2 separate regions of the Mus musculus genome follow, and region 1 is linked to region 2. A link is a contact called in public promoter capture Hi-C data. All regions are on one chromosome and are shown on one strand. Each heading gives the region's core, a stretch centred on a gene start, on an enhancer-like site or on the middle of the called end of the contact. The rest is flanking DNA. Distances are from core to core; before and after follow the strand shown.

The links. Promoter capture Hi-C pulls out the DNA fragments that hold promoters and counts their contacts.
Region 1: a promoter capture Hi-C map of hippocampal neurons shows a contact between it and region 2, with 7 times the contacts expected there. The contact joins the promoter of Pou3f4 here to the promoter of Brwd3 in region 2. A contact is called at or near these places in 1 of 39 promoter capture datasets (hippocampal neurons) and 2 of 115 datasets of contacts at active chromatin or transcription factors (astrocytes and embryonic forebrain).

What each region holds. Positions count from the first base shown.
Region 1 is chrX:110,812,082-110,817,070 of GRCm38.p6, forward strand. Pou3f4 (POU domain, class 3, transcription factor 4) reads left to right here and starts at 2,298. Exons shown (of 1, transcript NM_008901.2): 1 at 2,298-4,989. The coding sequence starts at 2,384. The coding sequence ends at 3,469.
Region 2 is chrX:108,832,676-108,837,465 of GRCm38.p6, forward strand. It overlaps Brwd3 (bromodomain and WD repeat domain containing 3), which reads right to left and starts at 1,671. Exons shown (of 41, transcript NM_001081477.2): 1 at 1,424-1,671; 2 at 1,233-1,291; 3 at 1,002-1,031; 4 at 539-598. The coding sequence starts at 1,454. 2810403D21Rik (RIKEN cDNA 2810403D21 gene) reads left to right here and starts at 1,803. Exons shown (of 5, transcript NR_015493.2): 1 at 1,803-2,010; 2 at 3,591-3,680.

The DNA.
Region 1 (4,989 bases), core at 1,048-3,547, 2.0 Mb after region 2:
TCAGCTGACCCAACAAATACTAACAAACGGATCACCAAACAGGCAGCATAATCGAGCACCGAAAACTTCTTTTTGTTTGATTTTAATGAGTTCTTATTTCTTCAGAAGCATAAGCTCAGGCACAAATTGGATTGCATTCTTGTAAAAAGATTATGCATACATTCAGCAGTAAGAAACAGCCTACCTCATTCCTCCACAGAAAAGAGAAGAGAGGTAGAAACAGACACACAGAGATGGAGAGAGAGTGTCTGCGCACCAGAGTGTTAGAGGGAGGGAGGGAAGGACAAGAGGGTGGAAGGGAGGGAGGGAGAGAGGGAGGAAGGAAGGGAGGGAGGGAGAGAGGGAGAGGCAGAGGGAATGAATCGATTTCTAGGTTAAAAGCAGATAAGCCCTTACAATAGGGCATCAGCAAATGAACCTACAATTTCAATGAGGGAGCAAGGAGGATGGCGAAAGATCCTCTCTGCCAGTAATTACTAAGTGTTTATCTTTAAGAGCAAAAGAAAGATTTCAAACAGATGCAAGGTTTTCTCCCCTAAGAAACGCCATTTACATTTACCAATCTCCGCTCCTATTACTTTATGCTGTCATAAAAATAATCACCAATTTCATAGGAAATAGATGCTCCTTAGCTATATAAAGGAATGGCAGAATAAGCTCACCTTGTTCTTATTTTTTTTTTCTCATTTTCTTGCATTTTCTTCAGATCTGTCTTCTTAGAGAAACTAATGCCTTAATGACTTTCTGGTAGCTGCAAGCCTTCTTTTATTTCAGCTAAATATATGAAAATGTATGCAAATTTAAATCAAGCTTAACCTAGGAGCTCTTGCAATATATTTAATGGAATTTCAAACCAATAAGGGAACTCTGATGCCGTCTTCTGTAAGAGCAAATATAATTACACAGCTAGGTTGCCTCCAAAATTACAAAACAAAAGGGCATTTTTAAAACTTCAAATTTGGTGTGGGGTAGTGTGTTTTGCTTTTTCCCAGCTGCTAGTGTAATTCTAAAATCTTTGCATTTCTCCTAACTCTGCTTCCAAGCAACAACACCTTTACATGGGGCTGTGAAGGTAGTGGAGTTAGTCTACTCTGACTCATAAAAGCCTTTCTTTTAACCAAAATTTGAAAAACAGTTGGGTCCCCAAGGCTGAAAGCTAACTCAAGCTTTGTGGCAGTTGTGGAGGGATGGAGGAGTTGAAAAAGATGTCTAGCCACCAAGATCTCTCTCACCGGATTTCTTCCAGTTTTCCCCCACCCCCTTCATCTCCCTGCTCTTCTCTTCCCTCTCTCCTCATTTCTCCTCTCTGATTCTCTAAATTTTCAGAAATTCGTAGAGGAAGCATGATTCTCAATATTTCCTTCTCACTGCCAAGGAAGCAGGATACAAATGTTTCAAAGAGTTGTCAAGGGGCAGCATTAGGCAGGCATGGTGTTATGAATGCCTTCCCTTCTGCCTACTGGGAGTGGGGGAGTGGGTTTTCAGTGTGTCGGGGTGAGCGTGAAAGATGACTGCGGGCTTCAGCAAGCAGCTCCCCTGGCATAGTGGAGAGACCTCTGATGGAAACTGGCAGGGGAGCCAAGATAAAGCCAGGTTTCCAATTAACCAGCAAACTTCAAACTGACTGAGTCTTCCAAAGATCACTTTAAGATTTACATTCCAAAACCTTCATACACTGAATCTAAATTTTAAGAAAAAAAAGGGGGGGGTATCGTTTAAGCTTTTTAATTTCTTATAAATGAAATATAAGTGAGCAACATATACTGGGATAACGTTTATTGGATCATGGAAATTTTATTTGGGGTTCTGACCTAAGACATCGCTCTTTGCTCAAAGTTTGCAGATGCCTTTTATTTTCCCTGTCCACACATTAACCCAAACGCTAACTAAACCGGAATTCTTTCATGCATTAAGATCAAAATGATATTTTAATTTGTTTTATTTATTTGTTTTAATTTAAATAAGTTAAAAGGCGACCTGAAACTGAAGTTAGCCTCCTCGCTGCCCCTCCATACAAATATCTACCTTCTATTTATTCTCTGCCACTAACAGCCTTGTAGTCTCCGGGAGGGGGGAAAGGGTTAACTAAAAGAGCCGCTGCCACTCTGAGCTAGGCAGCCAATGGAGCCTAAAGATTGATTCACTTCCTGCTTGGGTCTCACTGAAACTCCCGAGCTTTGCCAGCCTAATTTGGAAAGCGAGCTCGGCCTCCCGCACCACCATTGGCTGTGTTTATGCCTGGCCAGGCCAAGTCGCACTGCGATTGGCCTCCGCGGGTGCCGGTAACCCGCGCTAGCGGCTTTGGTTCCCCCGCACCATAGATGTCAAAGGCTGAAGCTGCTCCCTTTGCCACATTATAACTAGTAGAGGATCCTCATCGACCATGGCCACAGCTGCCTCGAATCCCTACAGCATTCTCAGTTCCAGCTCCCTTGTCCATGCGGACTCCGCGGGCATGCAGCAGGGAAGTCCTTTCCGCAATCCTCAGAAACTTCTCCAAAGTGACTACTTGCAGGGAGTTCCCAGCAATGGGCATCCCCTCGGGCATCACTGGGTGACCAGTCTTAGCGACGGGGGCCCGTGGTCCTCCACATTGGCCACCAGCCCCCTGGACCAGCAAGACGTGAAGCCGGGACGCGAAGATCTGCAACTGGGCGCAATCATCCATCACCGCTCGCCGCACGTAGCCCACCACTCGCCGCACACTAACCATCCGAACGCCTGGGGAGCGAGCCCTGCTCCAAACTCGTCCATCACGTCCAGCGGCCAACCCCTCAATGTGTACTCGCAGCCAGGCTTCACCGTGAGCGGTATGCTGGAGCACGGGGGACTCACTCCACCACCAGCTGCTGCCTCCACACAGAGCCTGCATCCAGTGCTCCGGGAGCCTCCAGACCATGGTGAGCTGGGCTCGCACCACTGCCAGGACCACTCTGATGAAGAGACTCCAACCTCTGATGAGTTGGAACAGTTCGCCAAACAATTCAAACAAAGAAGAATCAAGTTGGGCTTCACGCAAGCCGACGTGGGGCTGGCACTGGGCACACTGTATGGCAACGTGTTCTCGCAGACTACCATCTGCAGGTTCGAGGCCTTACAACTGAGCTTCAAGAACATGTGCAAGCTGAAACCGCTATTAAATAAGTGGCTGGAGGAGGCTGATTCATCCACAGGAAGCCCGACCAGCATTGACAAGATCGCTGCTCAAGGCCGCAAACGCAAGAAGCGAACCTCCATCGAGGTGAGTGTCAAGGGCGTACTGGAAACACATTTCCTCAAGTGTCCCAAGCCTGCAGCGCAGGAGATCTCCTCGCTGGCAGACAGTCTCCAGTTGGAGAAAGAAGTGGTGCGTGTCTGGTTCTGTAATAGAAGACAAAAAGAAAAAAGAATGACTCCGCCAGGGGATCAGCAGCCACACGAGGTTTATTCGCACACGGTGAAAACAGACGCGTCCTGCCACGATCTCTGACTGGAGGAAGCAAGGAGGTGGCCCGCTGCACTGGGAGCAGTGCTGATACAATTCTCTCTTTACCTTCCTTTCAGCATTACATCCTTTATTGTTGCTATCTCTCTAGCTTGCTAGCTCTTCTTTTCTTTCACAGGGGTTTCTAACTTCTTATGACTTATGTTAAGAAAAGAAACACACACACGCGCGCGCGCTCAGGCAAACACGCACGCACGCGCGCGCGCGCGCGCGCGCACACACACACACACACACACACACACACACACACACATACACACACACATTCAGGCTTCTCAACTCTGAAACACAATTATATTAAGAAGTCCAGGTGGGGACCCTGTATTCCCTGCTGCCAGGACAATTTCCCTCCAACCTTTTTCTGCTGATCAATATATATTGTTTACTCTGAGTAAGATTTGTTTGGTTGCTCCTCTCTAAGAAGGGCAAGGAGCTGGGTAACGGGTGGGGGGCGGGGGAGGGTGGGAAGACAGATGTGTGCCTATGAATAACCTTTCAGCGCCTTGGTTATAGCAGCTGTATTTCAGGTGAAATCTGTTTTACAATAGACTAGTTTTGCATTTTTTTAAAACTTCTATAGCGTTTCTAATTGTCTGCGGTGTTTTACTACAAGCTGTACACAATATTTGTGAGATAATTTGTATCTAATCGACCACTCCACATTATTATTGCTATTATTATTATTTCTTCATTGAGCTGATGGGTTTTTAATTGCTTAAAAAGGGAGGGAGGCTGAAAGGAGGAGAGAGAAAAATGCTCACCTCCTGCACTCCCACACTTGAGGAGAGGATATGGTGGAGAAAGTTGTTGATGCTTCTATTTTCCCCCCCGGAACTGAGTGCCTATATGGGCAGAACAAGCAAACTGAATAGGTTTGCAAAGTAGCCTGAAGGCTATTTCGCTGCTTTTTTGCCCCCTCCCCCGACTTTCACGGAACTGTGGAGCCCTGGAAGGCTTCCACAGCACAGATCCCGGTGCCCCAGAAGGATTCAGCTGTGGCGCGAAGAATGGGATGTGAGCGACCTGAAGGATTCTGAATTCACCAAGGTCGTGAATGCCTGTGCGTGAAGTTTCCCACAGGCCGCCAGCTTAGTCGGGTTGACAACCTGCGCTACCCTATGTACACTCTCCTAGATGAAAGACTTGGCCTTCACAAATGGTGGCTTTCAAAGGAGACCACTACCCAAAGACTCTGGCGCCCTATTGGGCCAGCGCCTCCCAGTTCAGTTCACCTCCAGTTCGCCGCTCGCTCTCAGGGTGAGAAACGCTCTCGGTAGGGTGGTGAGGGGGTAGGCATCTTCAGCTTCGTGCGGAGAGACAATAAAATAATTGGCAAAAGTCACGAAGATTCTGGTCCAGCCGCACACCACCTCCTCCCTCTTGTACATACCAAGGTCTGAGTAAGCTCTTAGGGAGCCCTTCTCAGTGTCTTTGACAAGCACAGCTGGTGGAAGCCCAAGGCGCAGATCGAGCGAGCTAGCGAGCGCCTGGGCGGCTAAGTTTAT
Region 2 (4,790 bases), core at 421-2,920:
AAAAGAAAGAAAGAAAAAGGAGAAAGAGAGAGAGAGAGAGAGAGAGAGAGAGAGAGAGAGAGAGAGAGAGCTAGAAAAAAAAAAAAACACCCAAGCCTGGCCTCAGTTCCCGTATTTCAAGCCAGGACCAACCAGAAACCAGTTTTCTTCCACTAATCCGGAACTCCGGGCTGTTACCAACGCTGTCATTGGCCAGCGTCAGTCCTTGGTACGTGCCCCAAGATAACCCCCTGGTTTCTGTCCCTTATCCCCCTACAATGGGCCTTCTCCGCTGTTTGTAACACAGTCCTAAAGCACAACACAGCACCTCTGAAAACCAACTCACATTCTTCAAAGTTTTGGGGTGAAAATAAGCAAGGCTAGAGCAGGGCAAGGTACCCTTTCCGACACGCTGGGAGGGGGAAGGGGCAGTCCTTCGAACACCGAACAGCAGGCTCGGGGAGCTCTAAGGGCTGAAGGGCCAGGGGCGGTTGGGGGCACAAGGTGGGGAGGGAGTGGAAAAAGAGTTGGGCTAAGTTGAAACGAAAAGTTTACTAACCAGATCCTCGAAGCTTCTTCGGTGCTCTTTCCCTTCCCAGTCTAAGCGGCGCGGAATCAGCTGGGGGCCGGAGGAAAAGAAAAGGGGGGGGGGTGAAGGAAAAGCCTCTGCTCCCCAGCAGCAGCACCCAGCCTGGAGCCTAATCCTAGACCCTTTAACATTTTCATTTCTCCAGTCCCGACAGCTACTGCCGCTGTGCCGGGGGTTGGGGGTGGGGGGGGGCAGGCCAAAGGGAAGGAAATCCTGAAAAAACACCTCCCGCAGGAATAAAAGGCAGCGAGTTTAGACCCCTGCGTTGTCCGCCCCTTCTAAGCAAAGAACCCGATTTACCCCAAGTGACAACAGCCCCAAGTGTCCAGCTCGAAGGCTCCCTCCGGGCCCCTGCCCTCGGCCCCTGACCTACCTTACCCTTCCTCCAGGTTCTCCCCAGCCCTCCCCACCTCTTCCCAAAAGGGGTCCATACCTGATGCTCTTCGAGCTCTTGCACTAGCACCTGGGGAAGAGGGACACAGGGATGTGAAAGCAGATTGGGGCGCCAACCCATTCCTCCCTCCCCACTTCCAACACAGCCGCTGACTGTAGGAGTAATCGCGGCCGGCCTTTCCCTCACCCTCCAACTGCACTGCTCACCCAGTGCCTCAATTTCCCCAATGGGACCATTCCCCAACACTCCCAGATATCCTTTCCCTCTCACCTGAGCGGATTTGTTACAGGGTCCGGACTGCAAGAACCTTGCGATCAGGTAATACAGCTCTAAAGAAGGGGTTGGGGGTGGGGGGAGACGTTGAGAGAGAGGCAAGGAAAAGAGATACAAGCTTTTTAAAAAAAATCTGACAGCAGTCGCGCAAAGCCCCCATCCCTTTTGCCCCCGGCTCAGCTACCCACCGGCTTCGATCTGGGTAGGTGCCGCCGCCATCCTTTTCCCGAGGGGGTTTGGGGGCTTCGCTCAGGAGGGCTGGCGGGGGCGGGTGGGGGCGCTGCCTCTATTGTGGTGAAGCCCCCATGCTTGGGAGTCCCGCCGCTTCCGCCGCACTCTTCGTCCCAGTTTCGGTCTCTCTCGGATTCATCGCATCACGTTTCGACCCATAGATATTCTAGCCCAAGAGCTGAGGAGGCGGAGGAGGAAGGAGAGCAAGAGAGAAGGAGAGGGAGGAGCTGAAGTCGCCGAGGGGTGGGCGGGGGGAGAGGGGTGGGCGGGGGGAAAGGGGTGGAGCCATAGAAAGAAGGAGGGGGGAAAAGGGAAGGGAGCCGCTTGCAAAGCTCCAGGCTGGCCGCCAGAGGCACTAAGGCGGCCGCCTAGTTCCAGCAGCTAAGCCGGCCTGGGGTTGCCTAGTTACTGCCCAGAGAACAAGGAAGAGGTTCTAAATGCAGGCAGACGCTCTGGCAATCTTCGTCAAACTCTGTGGTGGCGTTGGCGTCCTAGAGCTCCGGAGTTGCTTACCCTTCCTGTAAGGGCAATCGGACCCTTTCCGGTGAGGGAACCTCTCTCCAGACATGATCAAGAGAAACTGGCGAGGGACTGACATGATCTAGCTTACCTTGGGTCACCGAACGGATTTGGTTTGTTTGTTCTTTCTCTACCCCAAGAAAAAGTCGCTAGCTACTGCAAGGTTTTGTTTTCAAACAAGGAACAGCATGCCAAAAGAAAGTGCTGCGCCTACCTGATGAGCAAGGGAATAATATTCTTCTAGAAAACTTCTTGTAGTAGTATCAAGTCTCCCCTTGATTCTGATAAACATTGCGCGCGAAGTTTACACTTTAAGGAGGAGGCCGTTTCCCCCTTCTGAAAAGGTCAACAAGCTCTTTCTTCTCAATTCCTGTAGGATAAGTTGGAACGCTGTTTTGAAATTCTGCCAAAACGTTTTTAAAGTTCTTAACTATTCATTGAAATTTGGATAGAAATGATAGTTTGGTTTGGTTTGTCTTTGAAGTGATATTCTCTGACTTGCTGTCACTATGTATCTATCCAAGGCTCCCCTGGAATTCCATGTCAATCTTCCTGCCTCAGCTTCCCTAGTGCTCATGTGGCAGGCATGTGTCGCCACTCCGGTTGACAAAAAGTCTTTTTTCCACTACCTTGAGACTACAATTGTTTTCATGTATAACTTTAACTCTTAGCACAGCGCTGATTTGATCAAAGGATTTGTATAATAATTGACAGTTTGAGGAAACTGGTTCACTTCCCCAATTTCTCTTAGCATCCCGTTCTCAGGATGTTACTTTGAACAGAATTCATAGAAACAAAACATGATGGGAAAACAAGTACTATTTGAATTGTGTACATTATTTGCTTTGAAATACTCAAATTTGAAGGTTCACATTAATGTATGGCTATAGTGGGAGTTTGGTTTTCAGACTCAGGGAGCTCGGTGATTAAACCACATTGGGCATAGAATTAAATTTAATTCAATTCATAAACTTAACATATCCTTAGCAATTCATTCTGCCAATTTCTTTTATTGAGTAATTAATAACAACATAAGAGTAAAATGCTATGGTTATCTTTGGTATAATCAGTATCTGAAAGAAGTAGATAAAAGAAATATAAAACCTCAGGACAAAATTGTGAGGTGCTTACTGAAATAGTAATTTTTATAGTTCAAGATAATATAATTAACAGCTAACCTTTACCAAGTCATTACTACATATTTTGCCTGCTGTAACTCATTTAATCCTTAACAGTGACCTAGGAGACAGTTTATATTTTTCTCTACCATACTAATATTAAAAATTACTACTAGCCAGGTGTGGTGGCACACGCCTTTAATCCCAGCACTAGGGAGGCAGAGGCAGGCAGATTTCTGAGTTCAAGGCCAGCCTGGTCTACAGAGTGAGTTCCAGGACAGCCAGAGCTACACAGAGAAACCCTGTCTCTAAAAAACAAAAACTAAAACAAAACAAAACAAAAAAACCACCTGCTATATGACTTCAAAGCACTTACATGCTATTGTTTTTCTTATATGTAAATGATAATAAATAATATTCACTGTGTTTGCTAACACACATTTTTTGTAGAACTCATGTGAGAATATATCTCTGTTGTATTCAAAAGGCATGTGACATAATTATCCCAGCGATCACTAAAACTGTAAATTTGGATGCAATTAAGAGAGAAAACTCCACACATTTATGGAAATTTAAGGTAAGAAATTACTTGTACAGAATTAATTTTATTTGTATTTATTCATTTATTGTGTATGTGCAGGGGCAGAGTCACCTGGCCTCCAGGTAAATAATTATGTTAACTGGAATTTGAAATGATAAGGGATTAGGAGTAAAGAAAATGCAGATTAACCTCCTGTGGTCTGATCTACCTATAATCCCAACACTAGGGTGGCTGAGGCAGAAGTGTCTTTAGTTCAAAACTAAACTGGGATACATAGCTAATTCAAAGCTGGCCTGAGAGATAAGGGGAACTGGAAAGAGCACGACATTAGTTTCAGGCGCACAATACCCAATGATTCTAGAATCCTCTACTGACAAAGCAAACTGACACAAGGAAAAATACTTAAAGCCCAAATCCATTTCCACAAAACCAGTCACTAAGGGTAAATTTTGGAGATGATAATTAAGGAAGTGATGAACTAGCAGGAATTTTCTGTACTAAGTTTGTAAGAAGAAAGTTTTTTAAATGTCTGTGTTCCCACAAAAAAATATTCATTCTTTAGAACTAATGCTAACGAATCAAACACTTTGAAGTAATTTAGAAGACAGAATCACCAGTCTGAATCTCTGCCTGACCACATTTGTATCCCCCCCCCCGCGCCCCCACCCCGTGTGTGTGTGTGTGTGTGTGTGTGTGTGTGTGTGTGTGTACATGTGGAGGTCAGAAGACAGCATTTGAGAGTTGCTTTTCTCCCTCCATTATGTGGGTCCCAGGACAGAATCCAGATTGTCAGCTTGGCAGCAAGTACCTTTACCCACTGAGCCATGTTGCTGTCTTTCTTTAACTTTTTTCAAAATTTAGATTAGTAAAGGAAGCAAATTTTCATCTATTATAGGAAAAAAAATGGACTTAAGTAGAAAAATAAGAAATGTTGCTAGGCATTGTGGTATGTTCTTATAATCCTAGCACTGGAAAATTCAGGGCAGAAAAATTAAGAGTTCTGTGGCATCTTTGCTTACACAGTGATTTTGAGACCAACCTGCCTACATGAAAATATCACAAGAAAGAAGGGAAAGAAGAATAAGATATTTAGCAAGTGGCTTGGTGGGTAAAAATGCTTGCCACCAAACCAGCAACCTGAGGTCA